Linked DNA regions of Cyprinus carpio: region 1 is linked to region 2. The links are chromatin contacts, called in public Hi-C maps. All regions are on one chromosome and are shown on one strand. The core of a region is the stretch at or near the end of the contact, and the rest is flanking DNA. Distances in the headings are between cores, read along the strand shown. Region 1 holds the start of pparaa (peroxisome proliferator-activated receptor alpha a). Region 2 overlaps pparaa (peroxisome proliferator-activated receptor alpha a).

The links. A called contact is a pair of places that touch in the nucleus more often than the background predicts.
Region 1: a Hi-C map of skeletal muscle shows a contact between it and region 2, with 2.3 times the contacts expected there. The contact joins the promoter of pparaa here to the enhancer-like site in region 2. A contact is called at or near these places in 5 of 8 Hi-C or Micro-C datasets (liver and skeletal muscle).

What each region holds. Positions count from the first base shown.
Region 1 is chrB4:14,179,071-14,185,169 of ASM1834038v1, forward strand. pparaa (peroxisome proliferator-activated receptor alpha a) reads right to left here and starts at 3,724. Exons shown (of 11, transcript XM_042722106.1): 1 at 3,456-3,724; 2 at 2,490-2,560.
Region 2 is chrB4:14,145,033-14,151,725 of ASM1834038v1, forward strand. All of the region lies in intron 5 of pparaa (peroxisome proliferator-activated receptor alpha a), which reads right to left. Among protein-coding and RNA genes, the nearest start is that of cdpf1, 21 kb to the left of the region's middle. Within about 2 kb of position 1,544, at least 2 of the 8 cell types and tissues checked have an H3K27ac peak or open chromatin away from gene starts, as enhancers often do. A contact at or near this core is called in skeletal muscle, where this site is marked.

The DNA of each region.
Region 1 (6,099 bases), core at 2,474-4,973, 36 kb after region 2:
CTAAGTTCAGCCAAAACAGACAATACAGCAGTATAAGGAGCTAAAACACATGCCAGATTGCAGAAGGGCGATTCAGAGCTGAGGCCCTGGCTTTCTCCCCCTCTCTAGAACGATCCACAGTGGAAAGAAATGCCTTCTCCCTGTCCTCAAATGAACTCAAACATGAGCTTCCTGTTAGACCCTGGGAGGAAACACCCAGCACATCAACCTCACACTAACAGAGGAAGGCCTTCACTGCCGAATTCTTCTCTGCCTGCGAAATTAGGTCAAGCACTTAAGAGCTCCTCGCTCATACCCACAAGTTCCCTCTCTGAAACGAACGCACACACACATACCGACATACATAAATCACACGCATGTCCTCAGTTCCCCCATGCACATGTGCTCACAAAATGCGTCACCTGACGTCTCCCTGCATGACAGGTAAAACACAACCCCGTGACTGCAGAATGTGTGTCAGTCTGACTGTCCTCTGCTGCACTCGGAATCTGAGCAGCTTAGGCACGTCCCCCTGTGCTCTATAATGTTCCCGACTCCTGTCGGACACGCATTGCTCCAACGGCTCTTCCTCACATCTGTGCAACCTTTTAGTGCCAGCTTCAGACAGGCTATACAGGCTAAAAGCTCAGGACACGCCCCTGACCTCAGCTGACACTACAGGCCACTCAAATCATCCGGCCGCTTGTATCTGAGAGCCACACAAAAGCAAGGATTGATTGTGTGAATGTGTCAGGTTAGACAAGGCGCCTCCCCTCCCTGTGGTGATTGCAATTTAAATTTCAAATGATGTATGCTTTTTTCAAAGGGTTAACGGAGGTAAACCGGCTTGGATGCGGGCCAGCGATGAGACAGATGAATTTATGACTCTGTCGGTGCAAATAGTGCATAGGATTGTTCGCCTCTTTGTAATCTTGAAGGGCTTGGTTAGCTTTGCTCAATTATCTGACGATTTTCAAAGCGTTTTAGCAAAAGATGGCGGTAACGAGCCGTCGTCATTATCAAATCGTTTCGGAAGACCAAGCGAAACACTCCGATTACAGTACTGAGTCCAGGTCATGTTGACACATTACATGTTTGGCCTTCTGTCTCTGCTGACATGCAGTAAGAGAAAAAGGGGAGAGCGCACTGAAAAAGTTGAGGCTGAGCACAAAAGCAGAGGAGGGATGGAGGAAGAAAAAAAGGCTGAGAGAAAAAGAATATGACAATACCATACGCCAAATTTCTGTCATCTGTTGCATAGAGTTTGGGGAGACATTCCTGTGGGATTGACAGTTTGGCGTGGCTGTAGCACCAGGGGCTAGTCATGGAAAGACACTTCCAGCATTCACACACACTTTACGAACTCAGCAAGACCTACGGAATGTGATCTGGCCTCGGTCGTGCGCTCTCAGCATCAGCCTGGCCTGAGCCTTTCTGCCTTGGGTTACGTAGCTCTGTGTCCGATGGCGGTTCGGTTATTTCCCCGACAGGAGATGTAAATGAAAATATATTTTTGGCAAGATAACTCCAGTGCTGAGTGACAGCATTAAGACAACTGGAAACAGATTGCTGAAATGACTGATGACCTTTTTCTTTTCGTTCTTTTTTTTTTTTTAGTTGTTTTTGAAGTGCTGACATCATCTGCATTCTGAATGTCTCCTTCTCTCTCAGAAGGTATATGGCTAGAAAAGTGATCGTGCAAAAAATAAAAATATACAGGTCCTTTAAAATAATGAATGCTGTTGTTTAAAGTGAGTGTTGGGTCACATTAAAAGGCACGCATATGTAAAACATCTGACTGAGGTTTTATGTAAAACCTCAGAAATACCTAAAATTAGTTTTAGAGGTTATTAATATTTATTCAAAATGCAAACAAGCAATGATAAGGACAACTAAAGCACATCTGAATTTCTATAAAGCACTTGGTCTGCCAAAATTACCACTGACAACAAATTCAAAACACATTTTACAAATGGAGGAATAAATCTGGCGGTGATAAAATTTTGCTTTCAAAATACATTTAAAGCTGTTAATGTTTCTATTGAGAAAAAAAAAAAGTTTGTGCTTATTTCAGTTTAGCAACTGATTCACAGAAGGAAATTAGAGCATAAGCAGGCCATATTAACCTGGGTTAGTAATCACATAGTCAGCATAAGAAATCTCAAAGGATGTTAGTTAGCATGTTATAGCATGTGTGTGTAACACACAGAGCGGTCAACAACTAGAAGTAAAGCGTCACAGACTCATAATGAAATGCCCAAATCAATGCAATTTCAAATCTAATAATAATACATTACAAAACACATATGCACAATAAAGCATTATGCGCGTATGAAACTGTAGTTTACATTATTCAATACGCTTCAACATTCAACATCTCTCTGATGTACCTGCACAAAACAGTACACCGATATCAATAATCTCACTTTCGGCATATAACAGCAGATTATTATCACATTCAATTATTTTTGCTTACTCTCAAAAAAATGAAAATCCAGATAAAATCGTACCAGATAAAAGGTGGACGTACATTCCATCTCTGGGTTGAGTCCGATAGGGATTTTCGCCATTTCAAGCCCCACTGCAACACACAGACACACACTCACAGTCTAACATTTCAGAATAAGCTCTATTCTCACTGGCTGTATAAAAAATAAAAAAAACATCCACATTAGCAATATGCATTTAGAGAAATAAAACTTTGTAGAATAACTTGCATGTGTTTCGATAACTGCATTATCACCAACTCTAAAAAGGGGCATATTGTCTGAGGACTTTGTTTATGCCTGATACAAATCAAGGAAGCCAACTAAGATATTAGAGCATGAATTTTCAGTACAAAAGGGGTCACAGAATATTTTATTTTAGTAATAATATCAGTTGAGATTCATTTATTAATTTCACTATGTTGCATGACACACAGTCGACAACCTAAGCCCAGTCTGATATAGATTGGATGAAATAGGTCTGTAATAAAAATACATAAGTCTGGCAGGAATATTTTAGAGAGCAACCCCATTTATGAAATAACGTTACACACGTTAGATGTATTTTTCTTTTAAACGAGAAGACCACAGCAGTCTCGTGGTGCCTTCATTAACAGAAGAATCTACACAGACCCAAATAAAACAGCAGCACGATCGATTATTTGAAAAGCATGAACAAAAACGTCCAGCCATGAAAAACTGATCTCTTTTCTATCTCTAATGTGTCTATAACTCCATTGTTCTCCTCGATATGCACTGATAAAATGAGTTATTCCTCGTTTAATTCATTCGAGTGCGTGCTCGACAGATATTTTACATTGGATGCCAGGAAAATAAGCTGTGAAAACTAGGCTACAGTTCAATAAAGCCCCATATGCCGGCTTCGTATGATTGGCGCATGTAATTTCAAACGTAAACGCGAAATAAAAACAAAGAAAAAAGAAAAAACGACCTACGGGACCAACTAAGACATGATAACGGAAAACTTACATTATTTACGTCCGCTTCTTAGCCTCATCAGGATCATTCGTGCTCCTCTAGCTGTCGTTAGAAACCGCCAACGGCAAAACAAACAAACAAAAGAAACTTGACGGGAGTCGTTGGGTAAATCACGACGACCGGTTTTATTATTCAAGTTCAGGTTGAAATTTTCAGTCGTGCGGACACTTTAACGAGGTTAACACACGACCGTTAATACAGTCTGTCCGCGAGCAAACTATCAAAATCTTCTCATCTAACGTACACACAAAAAAAAAAAAAAAAAAACATGACGACACGCTGCGTCTTTTAAAGGTAGCGTTAGTTTGTTTTTTTTGTAATGATCAAGAAGATATGTTAATCCTCCCAACAGCCACCGGACCAACAGCCTCACACTACCGTGAACTAGATCACACAAGTTCAACTAAGGTGAACTGATTCACACACACACACACACACACACACACACACGAGAGCGCGCGCACCGACCGTTACACAAGAGCCAGACAGCAGCCGCTGACATATCTAATATCAGCACAAAATAACACACTGTTTACTCTTATTCACACTGGATATATAACGGTGCTGGCTGGGGGCTTTTTTTAAATTCACGGGCCAGTCTTGCTCGACCCGTTCTGCAGATTAACAGCTCGACGAGTCCGTTTTCAAACCGACGACAAATCTGAGGTAACAAAAAAAAAAAGGTTTCCACTTGAGAGGTTTGTTATGGTTGCTCTCAGAAAAAGAAACGCCGCAGTCAAATAACAATGAGGTAAATAAAAACGTGGTTTGATAACATCCTTGATGTTTGATAATTATTATTTTTTTCTTATAAGGAAAAGGGCGTTAGGAATTATATTTGCTCATTTGCTGATCCCTGAAAATGAATAAGACATGCTACGTTACCTGTTGCGTTCCCGATTTATGTAGTATTAATAAACTATTTTAGGTGCCATTTAGTATAAATGTCTACATGTGAAATATTTAATTGCGTTTAAGCATTCTATAAAGTTTTTCATACATGTTTGTAGATGTCCCGGGTCTTGTAATCCGTCGTTTAACCCATTTAATCCCAACATTTTCCCAGCTGAGTGAGCACAAGTATTCTACTTATTGGATACTTAATGCCTTTCCTAAAAGAAAAATAAATAAATAAAAAAATAAAAATAAGCCGCTAGTACATCCCTGGTTATAAGTGTAAACAGTTGCTCAAAGAGACCCAACAGAATGTTACAAAAATAAAGATCTTTTTTGATTTAACGTTATTTATTTATTTTTTTTACTGTCAGGCACTGTGGTAATATTAATATAAGATTATTATTTATTTATTTTTTGCTCTTACTTTGTTTAATTTAAAGTTATAATACTTAAAAAGACAAAGTCTTCAATTGTATAATAATGTGAATCAGACAGTTATTAAAAATGTGACCACTGATATGTTTACGTTTATCATTATGATTTATATGAGACATTTATATGAGAATAATAGACCCTTTAAATATTATATGTATCAATTATGGTAGATGTATCTGTATTACGACATGTTTTATTGAACCTTGAAATCATCTTTCAGAAGTGCAAACTGGCATTAAAGCTTCCGTCATGTAGTTACACGAACAATATTAAAATACACTTTTATTTGTAGTTTAAAAAATAATAATAATTGTCACAGAGCATTAAATGGGTTAAGTGAGAAGGACTTCAGGCTATCATGTGATATGATGTTAAACCTGTAAGTGTGTGTGTGTGTGTGTGTGTGTGTGTGTGTGTGTGTGTGTGTGTGTGCTATCAAAGGCATTTTGAAGGGCATTTTCATCAGGTTTTGGCTAACAGTGTGTGATGTGAGTCATGCATGCATTAATTCATTATTTAAGGATGTCTTCACATACTAAATTGCAACATGAATATTAAGAATTTGTGTCTGGATGTTCAGTATAATTACAGAACGTTTTAAATGTTTTTTTTTTAAAAAACAACAACAACTTTAATTTACAATACTGTAAAGTCTGTTAAGGAAATAACTATTTAGAACAAAATTCAAAAATATAATTTACCCCTATTAATGCCTCTCAGAGACCATTAGTGTGACTTTTTCCTGCTTCAAGACTACTTTAAGTCAAGTCTGCTGAATTTGTGGTTCATAGTCAGGAATAATGATCTCACAAATGTATTTCTAAAAGCAATACCTACTCATAAGAAAATATTTTACAAAGCCACTTAAAACAGGCAGAGTACTGTTTTATCTGTCAGGTACAGATAGTAGAAGTTTTGTTTGCAAACAAGGCAATATTTCTCCAATACAAATTAAAATAAAATAATATCGAAAAACCTTACTCAGCCAGATAATGTTATTAAAGAAGAAAAGAAAATCAAGTAAAAGCTTTGATCACACCTTCATTTAGTTATTATCCTTTTTTTTTTTTTTTAAAGAAATGTGCAAAAATCGATAGGGCTGACATAACTAACATCAGTGCATCTTTTTAAGATTAAAGTAAAATATTAGTTCTGATACAGGATGGTGTTGACAAATAGGATGGCTAAAGATATATTTCAGAACTAATTACTTTGCATTTCCCCCCTCTGGGCTCGAAAATCAGATATAAATTCTGAAGTCATTGCTTCACTCTCTGCCTGTGGTTAAAGCAGAAGTAGAGGA
Region 2 (6,693 bases), core at 294-2,793:
GCTGAAACCTGAAACCTGAGCTCAGCATGATCCTTCTGTCAACGTACACAGCCTTCCGCTCTCTCAGATCTGTACGACAATCATTTCTGACTCGCATTTGATTCTGCTTGTGACACAACGTGCACAGACAAGTGAAGCAACAAGCGTTCAGACTGGAGAAACATACAGACTGCATAATGACAAAAAAAAACCTAATAAACTACAAAAAACATACACACATATATAAACAAACAAACAAAACTTGAGAAGCAAAAGTGCATCTAAATATCCTTAAAAGAAGATGAAACATATATAAATATATACACACACACACACACAAAAAAAAAAAAAAAAAAAAAAAAAATGTAAACTTTTAACCCTTTTTTGTTTTTTTTTCCACATAAAAAAAATATGTAAATATTTTTATACATGCTTATTTTATCAATATTTATATCTTATATTGCAGATTGTCTCAAGTACAATTTATCTTTATATTTTTATATGCTTTAACTAATTTATTTTAAATATATAATTTACTTAAATGTACTTTTATTATTTTTTAAATATATATATATATATATATATATATATATATATATATATATATATAATTATATCATATATATTAAAATTATTCAAATATTTAAATTGTATTTTCAAATGTATTTTTCGTTTTTTTTTTTTAGTAGAAACAAGACTATTGACTGCTTGATTTATTTCTTTTTGCAGTGTTAGAAGCCAGCCATTGACAGTAAACAAGATTACGCATGTACCATGTGTTTGAGTGAGACTACATTTGTGTACCTACAGTAACTGTGTATTAGGGTGCGAGACAGAGAGCGATAAGCTGAAGCAACTATATTTATTCAGTGTAAACCCAGACACTCACATGGGCACACATACGCATGACTTGAGCCTCATGACAACGAGCGAGAGCCAAGCGGAGTGTAGGAGAAACGCCAGTTTCTGCTGTAATGGAAATGTGCCCATGGAGACCGGCTGAGCCATTAACCAGCAAAACCAAACCTCACAGACGCTTCCAAACTACAAATTCTACCCAAATATCTCAACGGATGCATAGGATTCAACACCTCCTTGTTCATAACAGATGTTATACCCAATGATGAGCGCAGATTACAAAACAAGAGCTGAACAATAACACATATGAATGCACAAGAGGAATCCTCAATAATGAGTCCTATTAAATAAACAGAACAAGACCGAGTCACGAGGCGGCTGTACAAAAATTTATATTTTGCTATAAAGAAAAATAATCTACATATCTTTAAAACAATATAAATCTGCATATGGTCTCAAAATAACAAAACGTTAAAACTGATAAAATTCTCAATCAAAATATATATCTTGTGTCATTTAGTTTGTCAAGTAAATGTATGTTGTTTTAATTAAGTTTAGGAATTTTTCCTGTAAAAATGCTTGGTAATAACAAGATTTTTGCAGTGCAAGGTTTGCGTGTTTCTCATTCTGGCAAGAGAAGGACACACACTCATAGCCTACGTGCTGAAGGGGAGGAGGCGTGTTGTGGAGGGTCACAGCTGACAGGACTGGGAAACTAATACAGGCTGATTTACCCCCTCCTTCCTGCTTGATCTTTACCGACTGTCCTGTTTGACCATGTGTAGTAACAATCCAGCAGTCCCAGGGGGCAGTTTAGATCCACAACAAGACAATGAATGTCAACATACTTAATCCTATCCAAAAAACTTAGTAGTGTTTTACAGACAGGCCATACTGATCATGTGTCCCCCATCATTACTTCAGAACCAGCCTTGGCCTCGCTGCGAAACTGCATAAGGCAACAGATGTAAAGCAAACACATCTGTGTAGAAATTTCCACTGCATCAGCCAACTACCAATGACCAAGCAGAATCTCTACCCACCGGATAGAAACAACAGAACTGAAGTATAAAGATTAATCTGTGACCACAGACCATGTGTGAGTTTGTTTTTGAAAGAAATATTGATTCAGTGCATGATGAAATGCACGTCTTCCAAGCAGCATGTGCAACGGATAAATCTGTCCAGTTTGGATGTGGGTCAAGAATAGTTGGCAAAAATAAAGACAAGTCTATTTGCTCACTGTTGGTGAAAGGTCAATGACATGACTTTTTTTTATGGATCTACTGATTACTCAAAATGCATTAAAGTTCATCTTAAATACACATTTTCTTTTGATAAGCATGCTTTTAATTTCTGAATTAAAATTCATTTTAATATTTGTGTGGGTAAAAAGTATATTTACAACTTGTCCTGACATCATGAAGAAATTCTAATTTGACATTATTTATTACTAATTAAATAATTAATTATTTATTTATTAAATAATAATAATTATTGTTTATTTATTATTATTAAAGTATTATTTCTTAGAATTTCTCAGAATGTTTTGTAATTATAATTCTTGTCTCTAAATTAAAGTTTAATGATGCAACCGACAAAAAATGCGGACAATAAATGATCATTCAGAAAGGACCCCTGAAGACCCTCATGATTGAGTGTCAAGGTCAACAAGTCTCTTAAAATGACAATCTGACAAAGTCTGTTCAGGTTATAAAATGTAACATGGTAAACAATGTAAACTCTACAAAAACGTAATTATGTTAATGAATTAATAACAATAATAATTTACCGAAAAAAATATTTTAAAAACCTTTTTGAAAATAACGAATCCAAATGTAAACACTTGCATGCATAAAAAGTATAAGGGAATTACTTTTCTTAAAAATGCTAAAAAGTTTTTCAAAACGTAAATAATAAAAACGTCTTTTAAACTAAAAGTTTAAAATTCCTCTCAATTGCCACTGATTCAAATATAGGTACAACAAAGCAGCACAAAAACACTTTGTGTCAAAACATATTCTTGCACAAAAGAAAACTACTTCACTTTTCACAATGGCTGTGAGGCCTTCGCTTAAAGCGAACAGAACAATTACAAACCAGGTTCGAATCAACACCTAAGTGCAGCGCAAAGCAGAATGAAATCAGTGCTTACCAGATCACGATTCACCGTTCTGCTCTACCAGCTGCCAATAAATACATGCACCTCTTCCAGGGCCAAAGTCCGAATCCACACACACACACCCTGCATGCCTGCTTCTCTCCGTTCAGGAGTTTGGCTGGCGTTACACCAACAAACGGACGCCGCAGCGAGCTGAACACATCAGATAAGAGAACCTTAATGTCTGGATGGATGCATTTATAATTAAAACCGCTAGGATTTCAACAATAGGACAGGAATGTCTTCGTTCCACAAGCCCAGGAAACATCCGGTCTGTTTAGCACATTCAGCCTGCAGAGGGACAGCTCAGCATTAAGTCAAGGCAGGCGGCTTCATACGGACTATGAAATGCAAACATGGGGCAATTGAAGCAGGTGCATCCATGTAGGCCAGATGTTTCTCCATCATTTAACCTGTCGATACAGTCATGGCCAAAAGTCTGTGTTTGTGTTACAACAAATTAAATATGACAATCACTCCATAAATCTGCATTAATCTAATCTTATAGATGATATATGATAATCAAAAGTGTTTCACAAAGCCAGTAAGGCGAAAGAAACTTGGCCACAGAGATAAGATTATGAAACAGGCTATAAAATTACTTCATTTAAATAGAACTACTTAAATGACATCTCAAATTAGACTCTCAGAGCCCACACAATGACGTCAGGCACAGGGAAGATGACATGGGGCGTTAAGATATGTGTGACCCTTTTAGCATGTTATGTAACAGGACTGAATGGACAAGCCCATGTGGCCCTGTAGTCACTGATATGCGGGCTACAAAAGCTGTGCTAAACGCTGCCAGTTTCTCAATTAGTTGCAGAGAATGTCAATGTCCTGAAAAAATTACATCAAGTACATTAGAGAGGTATTTATTAATGAATTCTTAAAGATGAGGGACATTGAGCAAGTGGACCTAATTTAAGTAAAAGATGTTAAAAAGGGGGCCACTGCATATTCGCTTCTAGAAATAAAATAAACAGTAACTGAAATAAAACAAGATATATATATATATAACATAACTTATTACTTAAAACAACAACATTACTTAAAAACTACTTGAAATGTATATAGACATTTAAAAAAATTAATTAAAATGACAAACACAAAGCATGAACTAAAATTCAAATTAGGGCTGTCACCGATATATATTTTTTTAATCTAGTTAATTACACAATATTGTGATTAATGAATCGCACATTAAATTTGACTGAGAAATTACCCACAAAAGATCATTTAAATCCATTATCGTGTTACATGAGAAAAGTATGAAATACATATTTAAAAAAAGTAGCTTTAGAAAGCTTTTTTCTATTTCTTTTTCCTTTTCCTTTTTAATTTTTGGGTGAGCTATCACTTTATTATTTTTTATTATTAATGTGGATTTTTTTCCCCCAGATTTTTTAAATTAATATGTAAATATGAAATTATGTTTTTTATTAAAATGATAATCTAAGTATGAAACTTAAAACTGCCAGTAGGTGGCAGTAAATGTCTAAAGGAATAAGACATTGAGTCATTTATTCATTTGATTTGTTCAAACAGATGATTCATTCAGGAATGAAGCAAATGCTCTCTTTATGAAAGGGTCATTAAATCATTGGTTCACCTGATTAGTTCCAAATTATAAATTGTGTGTTGCTTGGAGAAGCACAACAGTTCTGCCGTAGCTTTAATAGGTCATATTTGTGTTGGCAAAAACGACAATATTGTGTCTAAAATATAACACAGAATTAATTTATTTTTTACTGAAATGCTGTATAAAATCAATATCACATTTGCCCTCGTGCTATCTGGGACAAAACAGCACTCGTGTTGTATTGCTTAACTACATCATAAAATATAAACATGAGACAAAAACTCATACATGGGCAGTTTGTTCCAATCTCTTGAATTTTAGGGGCATATAAATAACTCTATTCTATAGGCTCCATAATGCTTGCCCTGCATAATGTTCTTCACTGTATAGTATAAGTAGTACAAACTATAACAGTATTCCAATGATACTAAAATAACACAGCTGCACAGGTCAGATGATTTATCACAAAAACTTACATTTTCTGGTCAAGTGTACCATGGAACTGACATATTCCTCATAAAATCTTTTAAATTTACAAACTGTAATGGTAAATGAAGGCAATATCTTTATAACAAACAACATTAAATTTGACTTGTGAATATTAGATTAAATGTAACATCTAAAGTACTTGTATGTTATTGCTCTTTAAATGCTTAACCAAGGTAACTTGCAAACTACTAGTGAATATTTTCACGTGTAAGATTCATCTCTGTTCATTCATAGTTACATTAGGATTTTGACTTCATAGGCCTAGATGAAACTGAAATCCCTTTATTTTTCTGTTCTAAATGGAATTTTAAACAAAACTGAGTTTAACTATTATAAGAGTATTTTTTAGAAATGAAATTATAAATGATACACGAGTGCGCATGATTACGTTAGTTAACATTACATTAACGTTAGCTGACACTGTGGAATGAATATATATACAGGCCTTTATATAAACTAATGAAGTTAATATCATATCAATAACAGTGACTGAATCGGCAGGCTTTAAAGATCGCCCGAGTGCATGTAAGTGCACCACAGACGCTGTCAAGTTTCGCTTTGGTTGCGGCAAGAGTTGAAATCTTGATAAACTATAGCAAACGCATGTATTATTCTTTACAGAGTGTGTGATAAACCTCTCGCTGTGAAAATAGCACAGACATGTGTTCTTATGTGAATGTTTACTTTGCTCCAGTTAAAAGCCTACGATTACAGTAATTACGGCCATAAAACCGGATAAAACATGATCATAATGTTACACAAGCGCTTTGTTTACAAGAGCTGCGCGTCTACCTCCCAATCCCAGGCCGCCATGCAGGCAGGAATAAAACACACGGGCTCTGTGACACTGCCAACACTCAGCTCGGTGGTGCGAGAGGCTGTAGTACTCCTTAAACGTCCTATTTAAAATTCACCGCAACCACTGCTGTCAGACCGCTCTGACAGAACTCGAGCGCGCTCGTTCCGCAGGCGACAGCGCACACCTCCTCACACACCTATGGATTTGGCCAATCGGCGCAGGCTTTTATACGCAAAGCCACGCCCACCGATTTAAGGTCGCGTTGCTGAGCAACAGATCTAATTGAGATGATGGTATTATTTCATGCGCCTGAATAATATCTCGCCATATTGCGCTTAATATAATTAATTATAAAATAATTAATATTACGTAGGCCTATGCTGTCTTAAGTATGTTTAGCGACCTATTCAGTTTTTAATAGTTAATACACGTGACAATAACGCACCTTTGCTTCCACCTACTGGTGATATTCTGAAAGGAATGTTATTTTGTGTAAATTTGAAGATTACCCCTGCCCCCCTTCCACCAAGTCTCACGCCAGAGACCCCCAAAATTATCATTATTAGAAATCTATTTTAATGGGTTTTAACTAATATGTACCTTCATTTAAATCAATCATTTGGTACAACGCACTTACTGTGTCCATGTGTTTTTACATTGTACTTACATTAAAAATACCTTTCTGTAATTACATCTTTAATTAATTATTGTTGTTACATTGGTAACTACACTGTTGTCTTATACTATTTTTAGTATTTATTTACTTTGACATTTTTCTCTAAACATCTGGCCTAATGCCACTGTAAGATAAACGGCCAGATTTTA